Regions from separate parts of the Callithrix jacchus genome. Here region 2 is linked to region 1. Evidence: chromatin contacts called from public Hi-C data. All regions are on one chromosome and are shown on one strand. Each heading gives the region's core, a stretch centred on a gene start, on an enhancer-like site or on the middle of the called end of the contact. The rest is flanking DNA. Distances are from core to core; before and after follow the strand shown. Region 1 overlaps MIGA1 (mitoguardin 1). Region 2 overlaps GIPC2 (GIPC PDZ domain containing family member 2).

Evidence for each region. A called contact is a pair of places that touch in the nucleus more often than the background predicts.
Region 2: a Hi-C map of skeletal muscle shows a contact between it and region 1, with 3 times the contacts expected there. The contact joins two enhancer-like sites. A contact is called at or near these places in 2 of 3 Hi-C or Micro-C datasets (both in skeletal muscle).

Annotation. Positions count from the first base shown.
Region 1 is chr7:115,051,955-115,059,476 of calJac240_pri, reverse strand. The region is part of intron 7 of MIGA1 (mitoguardin 1); the gene reads right to left. Among named protein-coding and RNA genes, the nearest start is that of MIGA1, 49 kb to the right of the region's middle. Within about 2 kb of position 4,071, at least 1 of the 16 cell types and tissues checked has an H3K27ac peak or open chromatin away from gene starts, as enhancers often do. A contact at or near this core is called in skeletal muscle, where this site is marked.
Region 2 is chr7:115,338,714-115,346,235 of calJac240_pri, reverse strand. The region is part of intron 3 of GIPC2 (GIPC PDZ domain containing family member 2); the gene reads right to left. Among named protein-coding and RNA genes, the nearest start is that of GIPC2, 68 kb to the right of the region's middle. Within about 2 kb of position 3,340, at least 3 of the 16 cell types and tissues checked have an H3K27ac peak or open chromatin away from gene starts, as enhancers often do. A contact at or near this core is called in skeletal muscle, where this site is marked.

The DNA of each region.
Region 1 (7,522 bases), core at 2,822-5,321:
AGCATCTGTTGTCTCCAGATTTTTTAATGATTGCCATTCTAACTGGTTTGAGATGGTATCTCAATGTGGTTTTGATTTGCATCTCTCTGATGACCAATGATGATGAGCATTTTTTCATGTTTGTTGGCCTCATGTATGTCTTCTTTTGAAAAGTATCTGTTCATATCCTTTGCCCATTTTTGAATGGGCTTGTTTGTTTTTTTCCTGTAAATTTGTTTGAGTTCTTTGTAAATCCTGGATATCAAAATTTACATCTACCCATGTTAGATGGGTACACTGCAAAAATTTTTTCCCATTCTGTTGGTTGCCGATTCACTCTAGTGACTGTTTCTTTTGCCGTGCAGAAGCTGTGGAGTTTGATTAGGTCCCATTTGTCTATTTTGGCTTTTGTTGCCAGTGCTTTTTGTGTTTTGGTCATGAAGTCCTTGCCTACGCCTATGTCCTGAATGGTTTTGCCTAGATTTTCCTCTAAGGTTTTTATGGTGCCAGGTCTTATATTTAAGTCTTTAATCCATCTGGAGTTAATTTTAGTGTAGGTGTCAGGAAGGGGTCCAGTTTCTGCTTTCTGCATATGGTCAGCCAGTTATCCCAACACCATTTATTAAACAGGGAGTCCTTTCCCCATTGCTTGTTTTTGTCAGGTTTATCAAATATTGTATGGTTGTAGATATGCTGTGTTGCCCCAGATGCCTCTGTTCTGTTCCATTGGTCTATATCTCTGTTTTGGTGATCACACGCTTTTCTTTGGTGTTCCCATAGCACTTTATAAACATGCTATTATGTACTTACTCCACTGTACTGTGTAATTTTTTTTTTTTGAGACGGAGTTTCTCTCTTGTTACCCAGGTTGGAGTGCAATGGCATGATCTCGCTCACCGCAACCTCCGCCTCCTGGGTTCAGGCAATTCTCTTGCCTCAGCCTCCTGAGTAGCTGGGATTACAGGTATGCACCACCGTGCCCAGCTAATTTTTTGTATTTTTAGTAGAGACAGGGTTTCACCATGTTGACCAGGATGGTCTCGATCTGTTGACCTCGTGATCCACCCACCTCGGCCTCATGTACTGTGTAATTTTTAATGCCTGTTTCCAAAACTAGACTCTGCACTGCCTAAAGGCAGAGATAAAATTTTCTTTTTATTTATTTATTTATTTTTTGAGACGGAGTTTGGCTCTTGTTACCGAGGCTGGAGTGCAATGGTGCGATCTCAGCTCACCGCAACCTCCGCCTCCTGGGTTCAGGCAATTCTCCTGCCTCAGCCTCCTGAGTAGCTGGGATTACAGGCACGTGCCACCATGCCCAGCTAATTTTTGTATTTTTAGTAGAGACGGGGTTTCACTATGTTGACCAGGATGGTCTCGATCTCTTGACCTCGTGATCCACCAACCTCGGCCTCCCAAAGTGATGGGATTATAGCCTTGAGCCACCATGCCCGGCCCCTAAAATTTACATCTTTATTTCTCCAGTGTCTTATACCATGTTGGATATATACTAGGAAATTAAATGTTTGGTAAATAAATATTCCAGACCCAAGATTCTGTGAGTTCATTCTGTAAAAACATAGATTAGGAAGACACCTAAATACATATCTGAAATATGTGAAGCAATGCTTTCAATAAAGCCACAAAAATTCCTGGTTTGTTTTTAAGAACTAAATTTGTTCCTAGACATCACTATAAAAGAATCTCAAAGTCTTTTGTTTTTGCCAAAACAATAACATTAATCATACAGACTTCAGAGTTGCCAATACTGCTACTGCAAATACATACTACTCTTCACAGGAAGTGTAACTACACAAAATATGAACCCCAGTTAATTTTAGAAAATAAATTAGAGATTAATAAGTTGGAACTTTGTTCATTTAAACCATATCAACTATATAATGTCCCCAAGAAACTGTGGGCAAGATACATCTGTATTAATTAGGTTTACTTTAAAAAAATTTTTTTTGAGACAAGGTCTTACAGCCTCAACTTCCTGGGCTTAAGCGATCCTCCCACCTCACAGCCGGTTTACTTTTAAAATGGCATTAAATACAGCAACTTAGTCCTGCCCAAATAGCCTAGCCCAAGTGGATAAAGAATAATGTTAATTCCTGAATGTACTGTTACTAAAATAAACTTCCAAAGCATGTAATGACACATTCTTCATGATATGACAGGAACAGAAGTCTCCTAAAGTTTAAGTCATTCCTTGGTGTTAGAGATTAGTTGAATCTCACATTTTGGTAGGAGATGAGAATTTCCTCATGAGAGATTGGTAGAATATCTCATTAGCTGTTGTGGCCAACTAAAGCCTAATTTTTACCACAATAGTTCAGATAATACAAGCTTCTATTTATTATAAAATATATAAATATATATTTTTATTGTGTGATATTTGAAAGGTATAAAAATTATCTATATAGCATAGACAGGTTTCTGGACTCAAACATTTTTGCATTTGCCACCCATTTATAGCCACTTTTCAAAGCTTACAAAATTACTTGCTTATTAAGGAAAGATAATACAATCAGGCAGAAATACACTGTACATTATCTTCTTATCCGAAACTCGGGTTTCCAAACAAATTTCATATATATTCAGATATCGCAGCAAAAAACAGCTGCAGATAACTAAATAATTAACCCACATGTCCCAAACAAGATCTGCTTACTTTCAAGCTCTTATCTTAGGCTCTTAAACAGGCTGAGGGCACTTCAACTATGAGGTATGGGAAGGAAGGAATGGAAGTGGTAAGGAAAAGTTAAAGAAAGATCTTCTGCTTCGTAGATGGAGCTTAGGCTCTGAATCTTATGAAACAGCTTGGTATTAAAGAATATACTAACTTACATTGCTTTCTAACTGGTCCATAAATGTTAAGTGTTAGTTAACCAATCAGACTATAAGCAACCTGAAAATAGACACGTTAGCCCTCATTTTGTCTGAATTTCATTACATGCTTCAGAGCTGTGTTTAAGTATTTGCTGTGCAAGGCACACAGCAAACAAATAAATACTTAAAAATTGATTTTTAAGCTATATCTGCCTTAAAGTCTCCATGGGTGTCTCTGCCATTCATGTTCCTTTACCTTAATGAGAGTCTATCGTTACAGGGAAATATAGTCTTTGATTCTGTATAGTGGGCCAGCTGACTTATGGTCCTCCTTCTGACACAGCTCCCTTCAGACAAAAAAAGATTATAACACTCTACCCAAAGTGATGAGATAAGACAGTGGTCGGGGGGGGGGGAGGGGGTGGGAAAGAGGGATGAAAGAATAAGTGTTGAAAAGATGAAATAAGAATAAACATGTTATCATTCCCAGATAATATGTGGTCTGAATAAAAACCCTAAAAGAACGTATGTCAAATTACTGGTATTACAACTAATAAGAGTTCACAAGTTATTAATATTCAAATGCAAAAACCAACATTATAGATACCAGCAATGACAAATTAGAAAACGTAAATTTAAAAAAACCACTTATAATGACAACAAATCTATATGGGACTTAGGGAAAAAGACATATAAGACATTTAATGAAGAACATTATAAAACATTATGAAAGACATAAATGAAGACCTAAGAACCATATCATGTTCACAGATAAAAAGGTTAATGTTATGAAAATGTAAATTCACCTAAGCTGATCTATAAATACAATATCATAATCAAAATCCCAAGAGGGTTTTCATGAAACTTGACAAGCTGTCCTAAACTTCACATGGAAAGGCAAAGGGCTAAGAATAGTCATGACGAGTCTCAAAAAAAAAACCCGCAGTGAATGGAATCACCCTGCCAAGTGTCAAGATTTATCATGAAGCTATATAAAGCTACAGTAATTAAGATACTGTGAAACCAATGCAGGAAACAAACAGAGTGACAGAACGAAATAGAGAGCCCAGAAAAGACACACAGAGAAAGACCTCACATACGACAAGGGGCACTTTGCAAATCAGCCACAAAAGAATATATTATTCAAAGAAAGGTGCTGAGGCAACTACCTATCCAAACATTAAAAACAAAACAATGACTAGGCATGATGGCTCATGCCTGTAATCCCAGCACTTTGGGATGCTGAGGAAGAAGGATAGCCTGAGCCCAGGAGTTCAAGCCCAGACCAGCAACATAGTGAGATTCTGTTTCTACAAAGACTTAAAATATCAGCTAGGCATGGTAGTGCACGCCTGTAGTCCCAGCTACTCAGGAAGCTGAGATGGGAGGGTCACTTGCACTCAGGAAGTTGAGGCTGTGGTAAGCTGTGATCGCACCACTGCATTCCAGCCCAAGCAACAGAGCGAGACCCTGTCTCAAATAATAATAATTATTATTATTAATGATAGGATATGTCAGCAAGGGGCAGTATATCCATTATCACTTTTTGTTTTCCTCCTATGCATGGCAACGTCAGAGATCAGAAAAAGCCAATAATCTCAGCTATACCTACAATAATTATTTTTTGCAAACTTTTCAGATGATTTCTAACCCAGAAAAAAGGTAGACTTATAAAGAGCATCTTTTTTTATTCTTTTCCAGAAAACAACTTTAAACATGCCTTAAATACCTTCTTTCATTAAATGCAATTTTATATTACTATAAGAAAAATCAACTTAATTCACAGAAAAAAGTTGTCTGCAGAATTGACTAATAATATCACTGTAGAACAACTTATGAACATACGATATCCTTCTATCTATAACTATGAAATTTTTAAATCAGCTTAGAACAGGCCTCTTTAAACTGTTAGACTATAATTATAATAATGAATAGATAAGTGTTTACCATGTGCCTGTGCTAAATATGATGATATGATGTGTTATTTCACTTAATCCTCACAGTTCTATGAAGTTGATCCTAATATAGCCCTACACGTTACAGATGAAGAAGCTGTCTAAGCAAAGTCAAGGCTTGCTTAATGTCCCAGCTAGCAAGACAGGCAGAGCTAGGATTTGAACCCATGCTTGTTTGACTCCAAAGCCCATGTTCTTAATTACTAAGTTATACTATGTATAATTGAAATCATATTGGAGGTTTTGATTAAGCCTTCAAAAGTTACAAAAAAAATACAGTTTAACAATTATATTATAATTTAACAATATCTGAAAACAGAAGCTATAAATAAACATAAACATAACACTGATTTCAGATGCTGTTAGCTAGAAGAACTTGCACACTAATGGAAATTTAGATTAATGTTATTTCATGTCTTCTCTGCATAACTTCCATGATCTTTCTCATTGTGAGTTACAGTAGCAGGTGTATATAAAGCCCGCCAGCAAGTGTTGACTTACATTAGCTCCCAGTGCTACAAGTAGCAACACGGAATGGTATCTGAGTCACAGGCATCCAACATGTAGATAAAATGTGCTGCCCTCTAGTGATTTCAACATCTCACACTCAACACTAAACGTTCTTTTAAGTGAATGAGGAAATTTTTTTTTTTTTTTTTTTTGAGACAGAGTTTCGCTCTTGTTACCCAGGCTGGAGTGCAATGGTGCGATCTCGGCTCACCGCAACCTCCACCTCCTGGGTTCAGGCAATTCTCCCGCCTCAGCCTCCTGAGTAGCTGGGATTACAGGCACGTGCCACCATGCCCATCTAATTTTTTGTATTTTTAGTAGAGACAGGGTTTCACCATGTTGACCGGATGATCTCGATCTCTTGACCTCGTGATCCACCCGCCTTGGCCTCCCAAAGTGCTGGGATTACAGGAAAATATTTTTTCATTATTAGAGAACTAACTGACTCAGCCAGGAGCGGTGGCTCACGCTTGTAATCCCAGCACTTTCGGAGGCCGAGGTGGGGGGATCATGAGGTCAGGAGTTTGAGACCAGCCTGGCCAACATGGTGAAACTCTGTCTCTACTAAAAATACAGAAAGTAACTGAGTGTGGTAGTGCATGCCTGTAGTCGCCAGCATGCCTGTAGTCTCAGCTACTTGGGAGGCTGAGGCAGAAGAATCACTTGAACCCCGGAGGTGGAGGTTGCAATGAGCCAAGATTGTGCCACTGCACTCCAGCCTGGGCATCAGAGCAAGACCCTGTCTCAAAAAAAAAAAAAAAAAAGAGGAACAGAACAAAGAACTATTATTTAAGCCATATTAAACTTTTGGCGCATTAGCACTTAGAAATGCATGCAATAATGATTCACTAATTCAGAATGGTTAAGGAAATGCAGCATGGAACATGGCAAACAATGAATTATAGAATACGGGGTGGGCTATATTTTACAGGAGGAATTCATTCCTTAAAACATAATTCAAACACTGCCTAATTCAAAGCTATTTTCTCATCATAGGAAAAACTGTAAAGATGGCTTGAAATACAACTACTGTGCTGTATTCTTTTAGCAAGCATATTTTTAAACCACAATAATTATAATAAAATCTATGTTTAAGTATGCTTTTAAAACACAAAATATTACTAGTAAACCATTTTGTATCAATATTACCTCCTTCAAAAATATTTCCTATTTTATTATAATTTTTTAAGAGACTGAGTGTCACTCTGTTTCTCAGGCTAAAGTACAATAGTCCAATCATAACTCACTGCAGTCTCAAATGCCTAAGCTTAAGGGATTCTCCTACCTCAGCCTCCTGACTAGCTAGGATTACATGCACACACCACCATTCCTGGCTAATTCTCAATTTTTTTGTTTTTTTTGAGATGGGGATCTCGCTATGTTCTCCAGACTGGTCTTAAACTCCTGGCCTCAAGCAACCCTTCTGCCTCAGCCTCCCAAGTACTGGGATTACAGGCAGACATGAGCTACCACATCCCGCCTGTTTTCTATTTTAACACACATGACAGTGTGGCTTAGGAATGTATTTGAATGATTGCAATTTTAGAGCCAGGTTGTCAGAAGTTTTTAATTTTAAAAATAAAAGTGCTCCTACTTTAACATTGCTCTTTTATTTTCTTAGTATTAGTTCTACTATTTCCAGTATGCTTGCTACTAAATTAACAGAAATGTCAGCAGATCTTCTTTCCAGTATTTATCATGTTTAATGGCGACTTGGATGGCAATGTTACAGAATAGAAAAAAGATTTAAAATTTAACCAAAGTAAAAACAACAACATATCCAAATTACTTGCAGAAATGACCATGCATATAAACAATAGTATGGTTCATGGGCTATTAAAAGATAATGGTTAATATTTCTGGTTACCAGCTGAGGCATCAGGATCAACGTGGCAACAGAGAAACAGAGTTTATAATTCAACAGGTGACAACAGAGAAACAGTTTATAATTCAGCAGGCCCATCACCTTTGAAACTAAGTGCTTCTTTAATGAACTTTTAAAAAATTTTGCCCAGCCTAGGCAACAAAGTGAGACACAATCTCTCTAAAAAATTTTAAAAAATTAGCCAGGCACAATAGCATGTGCCTGCAGTCCTAGTTATTAGGAGGCTGAGACAGGGGAGTTGCTTGAGCCCAGGAGTTTGAGGCTCCAGAGAGCTGTGACTGTGGCAATGCATTGAAGCCTAGGAGAAAAAGCAAGACCTTGTCTCTAAAAACCAAAAAACCCAAAATGAAAACCTGGGATT
Region 2 (7,522 bases), core at 2,091-4,590, 290 kb before region 1:
TTGTAGTTCCAGCTACTCAAGAGGCTTAGGTGGAAGGACTGCTCGAGCTCAGGTGGTCAAGACTGCAGTAAGCCATGACTGTACCACTGCACTCCAGCCTGGGCAACACAATGAGATCATGAGAAAGAAAAGAGAGAGAGAGAAGGAAGGAAAGAAGGGAGGGAGGGAGGAAGGGAGGGAGGAAGGAAGGAGAGAAAGAAGGAAGGAAGGAGACAGAATAAGAGAAAGAAGAGAGAGAGAAGGAAAGAAAGAGGATACTCGAATTCACAGAAATTAAAAAAAATTAAAAATAGAAAAAACAAAAAAGAAAGAGAATACTCAGAGTTTTGTGTGCATCTTCTGATTTAAAAATTTTTTAAGTTTGGGCAATTAAATCAAACTTTTAAAAACAACATATTGGCAAAAACAAAAGAGATCTATGGGCCAGATTCCAACCATAGGACACTAATTTATAACCTCTGTAAATATTGTGAGCGTCCTTGACTGAGGACTCCGTATGGCAGCAGTTTAGGGGAAGAGGCAGGTGGGAAGGGGATGCTGCACTAAAGCAGGCGTCTCCAAACTCCAGGGCTGCAGACTGGTGCCAATCCATGGCCTGTTAGGAACCGGGCCATACAGCATCAACTTATAGCCTGAGCTCTGCCTCCTGCCAGATCAGCAGCGGCATTAGATTCTCACAGAAAATGAATCCTACTGTAAACTGCGCACGTGAGTGATCGAGGTTGTGCGCTACTTATGAGAATCCAGCTAATGCCTAATGATGAGGTGGATAAAACAGTTTTATTCTGAAACCATTCTCTCCTGCCTGCCCCATCTGTGGAAAAATTTCTTTAGTGAGGTGGTCCCTAACCTTTTTGGCACCATGAAACCAGTCCCTGGTGCTGAAAAGGTTGGGGGCCACTGCACTAAAGAACCAGAGACAACTGAGCACTCCAGTGAGGCATCACAGGACAGGCTGGTGAGCATGCATAGGCAGTGAGGTCTGTGCAAAGCTCTCATGACACAGACATCAAGTGGCCTGCATTCTTACTTAGAACCTAGGTGATATGGTTTGGTTCTGTGTCCCCACCCAAATCTCATCTCAAATTGTAATCCCCATAATCCCCACATGTCGAAGGAGAGACCAGGTGGGAAGTGATTGGATTGGGGTGGAGGTTTCCACCATGCCATTCTCATGATAGTCAATCAGTTCTCATGAAATCTGATGGTTTTGTAAGGCAGTTTTCCCTGCTCTTGCATGCTCTCGTTCATCTGTTGCCATATAAGACATGTCTGCTTCCCCTTCCGCCATGATTGTAAGTTTCCTGAGGCCTCCCAGCCATGTAGGACTGTGAATCAATTAAACCTCTTTTCTTCATAAATGATTCGGTCTCAGGGATGTCTTTATAGCAGTGTGAGAACAGACTAATAAGCCAGGATAATTACTATATTCAGCCAAGTACTGCTTTACTATTGGGAATCTATGCCAAAGTGATTAAGGATTTTGCAAATTAATTTTGCATATTAATTTTGACCTGTATTCAGGAACAGAATCACCGAAACTTAAAACATAAGTTTTCCTCTGAGAATAAACCTATTAAAAATTATCATGTAATGAGTACACAAGCCCAACCTAACCAAAAACCTATAAACGGTGGCTGATGAGCTGGGGAACACCCAAATGCTAATCGTGGTGACCAGACATTCACAGGAGACCAGAGCTATATCAGCAAGCCTATAGTATTGGCCTTGGTAGTTATAATCTGTCCTGCATGAGGGAAAAAAGAACTCTCATGCACTCAGCATAGAGTTTCAAAATGAGTACGGAAAGAAAAAGATTAAGTTGACCTGTCCAGGACAGGATCAGCACTGTCCAGTGTTATGTACTGCCTAACAGTGTAAGTGTCCCCAGCCCAGAGTCGTGTATATCCCCAAAGCAGTGAAGATAGCCTCGTCTTAATGGTAGTAATCTTAAGACAAGCAACCTCCTTCCCTGACTCTACTGCAATTTCACCAAGCAATTTCACCAAATTGTACCTACTTGGTACAATTTGTCCGCCCATATAAATTTCCTAAAGGGTGAAAAATGAACTTCTCATCTAACACATGTGTTTTGGTTTACCACTGAATATATATTTCTAATTGCAAAATAATATATTGCCATTCTGATTTTTCAAAAAGTGTGTCTTGTAAGTTTGGTGAGCATGATATAGCCCTGAAAAACTGAACAACTCTAAATACATTGAAAAATAAAAGGTTTCTGGGATTTATAAAGCTAAGGACCCAGCCTCTGGAATGAGGGGCATCACAAAAGCTTGTATCATCCCTGCCTGAGAAGTCAGCTCTCCTCTCTACATGATGTTTCTATCTTACCTTCCTCTTACCTGCAGCACTGGTAGCCAGAAGGGAAAATGTATGTAGCATGGAGGAGTTTTCATTAATAAATTTTATTTGATAGAGCAGTTTTAGGTTCACAGCAAAACTGAGCAGAAAGTACAGAAAGTTTGCATATGACCCCTATCCCCACCGCACAGGCACAGCCTCTCCCATTATCAACCTCCAGCACCAGAGTAAGACTTCTGCTACAACTGATGAAACTACATTGACACATCGCAATCACCCAATGTCCATAATTTAGAGTTCACTCTTGGTGTTACACATTTTATGGATTTGCATAAGTGCATATTATATGTATCCACTATTGTAATATTATACAAAATGGTGTTTCTACCCTAAAAATCTTCCAAGCTCCTCCTATACATTCTGGATTTTTTTTTATCATCATGTATTTGCCAAGCCATCTTCTCAAAGGTGGCATCTCAAAGCTTACCACTTGGTGGCACCAAAGTTAAATTTAAATTCTGGCTTGGACCAGGCTCCAGAAGGGCAGTTTTCACCTCTAAGGAAACAGAAGCCATGTTTCTCTATGAGCCTATGATTCAGGTACATAAATCAATCTGTTTATACACAAGAACAAGCAGGATGGTCCTGTTCACCCACAGGGGGAAAAACAGATTTTATGTTTTTGAAATGTTTTGGAGATCACAAATGTTTATAGCCTGGCCTACTTTTGGCGTGCTGGCCTGTCTAAGCACGTCTGGCCAACTAGGTCAAGCCCTAAATCAGTCAGTTTACATGAAGAGATCTGCATGAGGCTTCTCTTGGGGCTGAGTTATGAGAGGGATGCAGTGGATACAGCAGTCACTGCTCCCAGCCTGCACCTGCAGCTAGCTGATTCACTAGATGTATCAGGGCTCCCAGTTGAGGGTACTGGCCATCTGCCTGCCATACGTCACTTAGGGCACAGGAACACACAGCTTGTGGGTGCCTAACCACTCCCACCGTGGAGTTGCACGTAGCCTAAAAGCAGTCAGGTTTGTTCCCAGACCTTTTTGTGGCAACTGTATCTGTTACTGTAATTACGTGCTTTAATTTAAAAGTGCATGAGCTGATGAAGTGAGTGTAAAACAAGGAGTTATTAGTGCTATGAAAACTAGGTTGATGGTTGATTGCCTTGGAAAGACTCCGTAAGGGTCAGTTGCAAAAAAAAAAAAAAATTAGATGTGGGCAAGGTGACTCTAGGAGATCAGAAAAAATATTTTTGGCTGGGTGCAGTGGCTCATGCCTGTAATCTCAACACATTAGCAGGCCAAGGCAGGAGGATCACTTGAGCTCAGGAGTTCAGGACCAGCCCGTGCAATATAGCGAGACCTTGTCTCTACTAGAAATTTTAGGCTGGGTGCCGTGGCTCATGTCTCTAATCCCAGCATTTTGAAAGGCCAAGGTCAGTGGATAACTTGAGCCCAGGAATTTGAGACCTGCCTGGGCAACATGGTGAAACTCCACCTCTACAAAAAATACAAAAATTAGCCAGACAGAATAGCGCGCACCTGCAGCCCTTGCTAGCAGGAGGCTGAAGTAAGAGGACTGCTTGAGCCCAGGACCTCGAGGCTGCAGTGAGCTGTGATCACACCATTGTACTTTAGTCTGGGTGACAGAACAAGACCTTGTCTCAAAAAAAAAGAAAAAAAAATGTTTTATCAGCCCGGCATGGTGGGACGTGCCTGTAGTCCAAGCTACACAGGAGACTAAGGTATGAAGATCATTTAAGCCTGGGAGTTTGAGACTGCAATGAACTACAATTGAAATGAAAAAAGAAAGTATCTTTTTAAACAGCCATTATTTTCCATATCTGGTTTTTTTTAATGCAATAGAACCCAGAGGTATGCATTAAGGTTGTGATTATAGAAGACAGACATCATAGAACCCCAATTTGTGTCCTCCACTCGAAAGGCCTTTTACATTAAGAGTGATAAAAGAATATACACTTCTATGTTTTAAAACATAGAAATGGGAACTCTCTGTACTTTCTTCTCAGTTTTGCCATGAACCTAAACATTATTTTTTAGTTTTTATGCTGGGAGTACAAGTGCAGGTTTCTTACGTGCATAGGTTGCTAGTGGTGAAGTCTGAACTTTGCACGTACGCATCACCCAAATAATGAATGTTGTTCATGATTTACATCTATGTTTTAAATTAAAATGAAATGTTTATATACACATGTATCATTCTTTACAAGAACCTATTTTAACTGACATTTTCAATAAACAGCCAAACCCCTAGTTTCTGCTATTTGGTAATGCTCAGGTAGAGAGATGGAGAAATGGAAAAGGCAGAAAGGTGTCTGTTTTACTCCGAAAAGCTTGTGCCTGGGCCCTAGGGAAAGAAGCAGTGCTGACAGAAGATGAAAGCACTGTTGTCAGGAGGAGCACATGCAACATAGCTTAGATCCTCAACTGTCAAAGGAGCAGGCAGTGGGGAGGCTGGATATTCTCCCCACTTCCGCACAGAGTGAGGCCTTGCTCTAGTTGGCCCAGAGTATGGAGCAGCACCGTCAGGGCATGGGCAGAGACCATCATTTCAAGGTGAAGTGTGCACAGATGGAAACTGCCGTATCCAAGTTGCTCAGTGAACAAGAAATAGCCCAAAGACACCCAGAGGGAAGAATGGGATGCTAAAGACACAGAGAAGGTCAACAAGGGTGCCTAACAGGACCACACTTCCTTGGAGCATGTGTGAAACCCTTGAGAACATCTGGAAATAGTTGCAAAGGGGGAACATTGTAGTGTGCTGAGGGCCTGTGTGAAAAGGCGGTAGGAGACAAAAAATAACCAATGGTATTTTGGTGACAAAAAGGAAACAAACCAATCACTTTCAGTTCCAAACTGTGAAATAAAAGTTGTTCTCATATTTCTGATTAGCTCTCTGCTGAAAGTGAAACCCTGTTAAAGTTTTCCTGACTTCTCAAAAGCATATTATCTGGCTCTCTTTAAACATCTTGCAAGGGCTTTAGTACGGAGGTCTGATTATCACCACCATCACTGTTTTCAAATGTGGTATCAAGGCCTGTACGTAATGTTCTCAATTGCATTCTGATCACTGATATCTACTGATTTACTTGTGAGAAAATTAACATTTTGATTCAATCTGTATTGTTATCCATAGCATTGTGGTTTAGAGCATGGACTTTAGAATCAGGGTACCTGAGTTAAAATCCCAGCTCCTCTCCTTGCAAGTTGTGTGACCTTGTGGAATAAGTTCTTATCTACAAAATATTTACACCTATTTACAGCATTGTTTTAACTCATATGACTACTGTATGAAAGATGCTTTGCCCAGTGGCCTGTCTTATGTTAATAGAATGCTCCTGCTAGAGTTTACAATTTGCTTCTGCTGGTGCTTCAACCTGAGAGAGGGAAATGTGCTCTTCCACTCTCTCCTAAGAAAACAACGTATATAGGTTTTCTCCCTAAAAAATGAAATAGGCAAAGGTTCCTCTTAAAATGTTCAGAAAGCTGTCACTTGAAATATCAGGGGCAAAGTTCTCTTCCTCATTCTATTTCATTTCTTCTATAAAACAATATGATTTCTCCCTAAAATTTAGAGCAGGGTGGAAACAAAAGATGACCCTCCCATTGCTCCACTCTGAGATCCTCTAAAGTGGATGAGTGTAAGCCCAGCCCCTCACAGGACACTCAGTAATGGGGTCCTTCCAGTGAGGAAGGGGAAGAAGGGTCCACTGAGGGCCCAGAGAAAAGAGTAAAATCCTTGGACTCTGTGGTCTCTGTCCATCGCTCCAGCCCACCCCAAAAATCCCCTATTAGAGTTTTATGACACCATGTGTACAAGTGACCATTCATATCACCACTCCATCCCAGAAAATTAGACATGCAGCTCCCTCCTCTAAGCACTCACGTAGGGTGAACTCAGCTATCTTGTCGAATTCAACAATCAGTTTCTATACTTTCCATCTCTGAAGTTACAGAGCACCAAGAGAAACATCAAAGGGCAGGCTAGGTGGCAACTCAGCAGCACCCTGCAGGATGTGTGCACCAACAGTCCTCAGCATTGCAGACCCAGAAATGCTTATTTTTTTTTTCAGCGTTCCCAGAGCTGATCTGAATCTTAGGAGTTGATTCACAATAACCAAATTCACAAAGAACAGATGTCACCAAATCAGTTTATTAATCCACAAGGAGAGACATTATCAAAAGCCCAAGTAGGCTCCCGTGCTTCATTCTCACATGCCTGAGACTTCCTGGAGAAAGTAACTTGTAAGCAGAGAATCAACCATCACAAGTAAAGACAGCAAGGCTAGGTGGGCAAAGGGGAGGAGTAGAGAGGGAAAAGTGTTCTAGGCTATATAGCTCAGCAAGTTCAGAGATTCCAAAGGCAATGAATGGAGAATTTACGTTTCCAAGTCCCTCCCATTTACGCAACTCTCAATTCATTAGTTCTCTATCCCTTCCAGAAATTATCCCCTTGAAGTTTTTTCTTCCCACTGGATACCTGAGAGGTTTAATGTGCCTGTCACCAGAGCAAAGGACTTTGGCATTAAGGACAATTCTCTCAGGACAAGACTACAAACAGGTAGTTCACATTTGCACATAGAACACAGACATATTTGTCGGAGGTGCAGTGTTTTCAGATTTTTAATTAGTTGCAACTCTTTAAATATTGGGTGATTTCTTACAAAAATTCAAATTTTAGGTTTCTCTTGGAGAATGACACATTTCTGCAAAGCAATAATAATTAGGGTCAACAGTTCTACCTGGGCTTTGCAGCTCTCTGCCCTCATTTTCAGGTATCTCTCAAGATGTAGAGGTTCCCTCTACAGATAGATATCTATTGAACATATATAATGTCCCTATATTCATCTAGGAAGAGCCAAGGTAAATCATTTGGGGTAAGTCAAAGATAGTGTCTTTTTTTTTTTTTTTTGAGATGGAGTCTCACTGTATTTCCCAAACTGGGGTGCAGTGGTGCGATCTTATCTCACTGCAACCTCCACCTCCCAGTTTCAAATGATTCTCCTACCTCAGCCTCCCGAGTAGTTGGAACTGCAGGTGTGTGAACTACAGGTGTGTGCCAGCACAGCGGCTAATACACACACACACACACACACACACACACACACATATATATATATATGTTTTTTTTTTTTTTTTTAGTAGAGACAGGGTTTCACTGTGTTAGCCAGGAT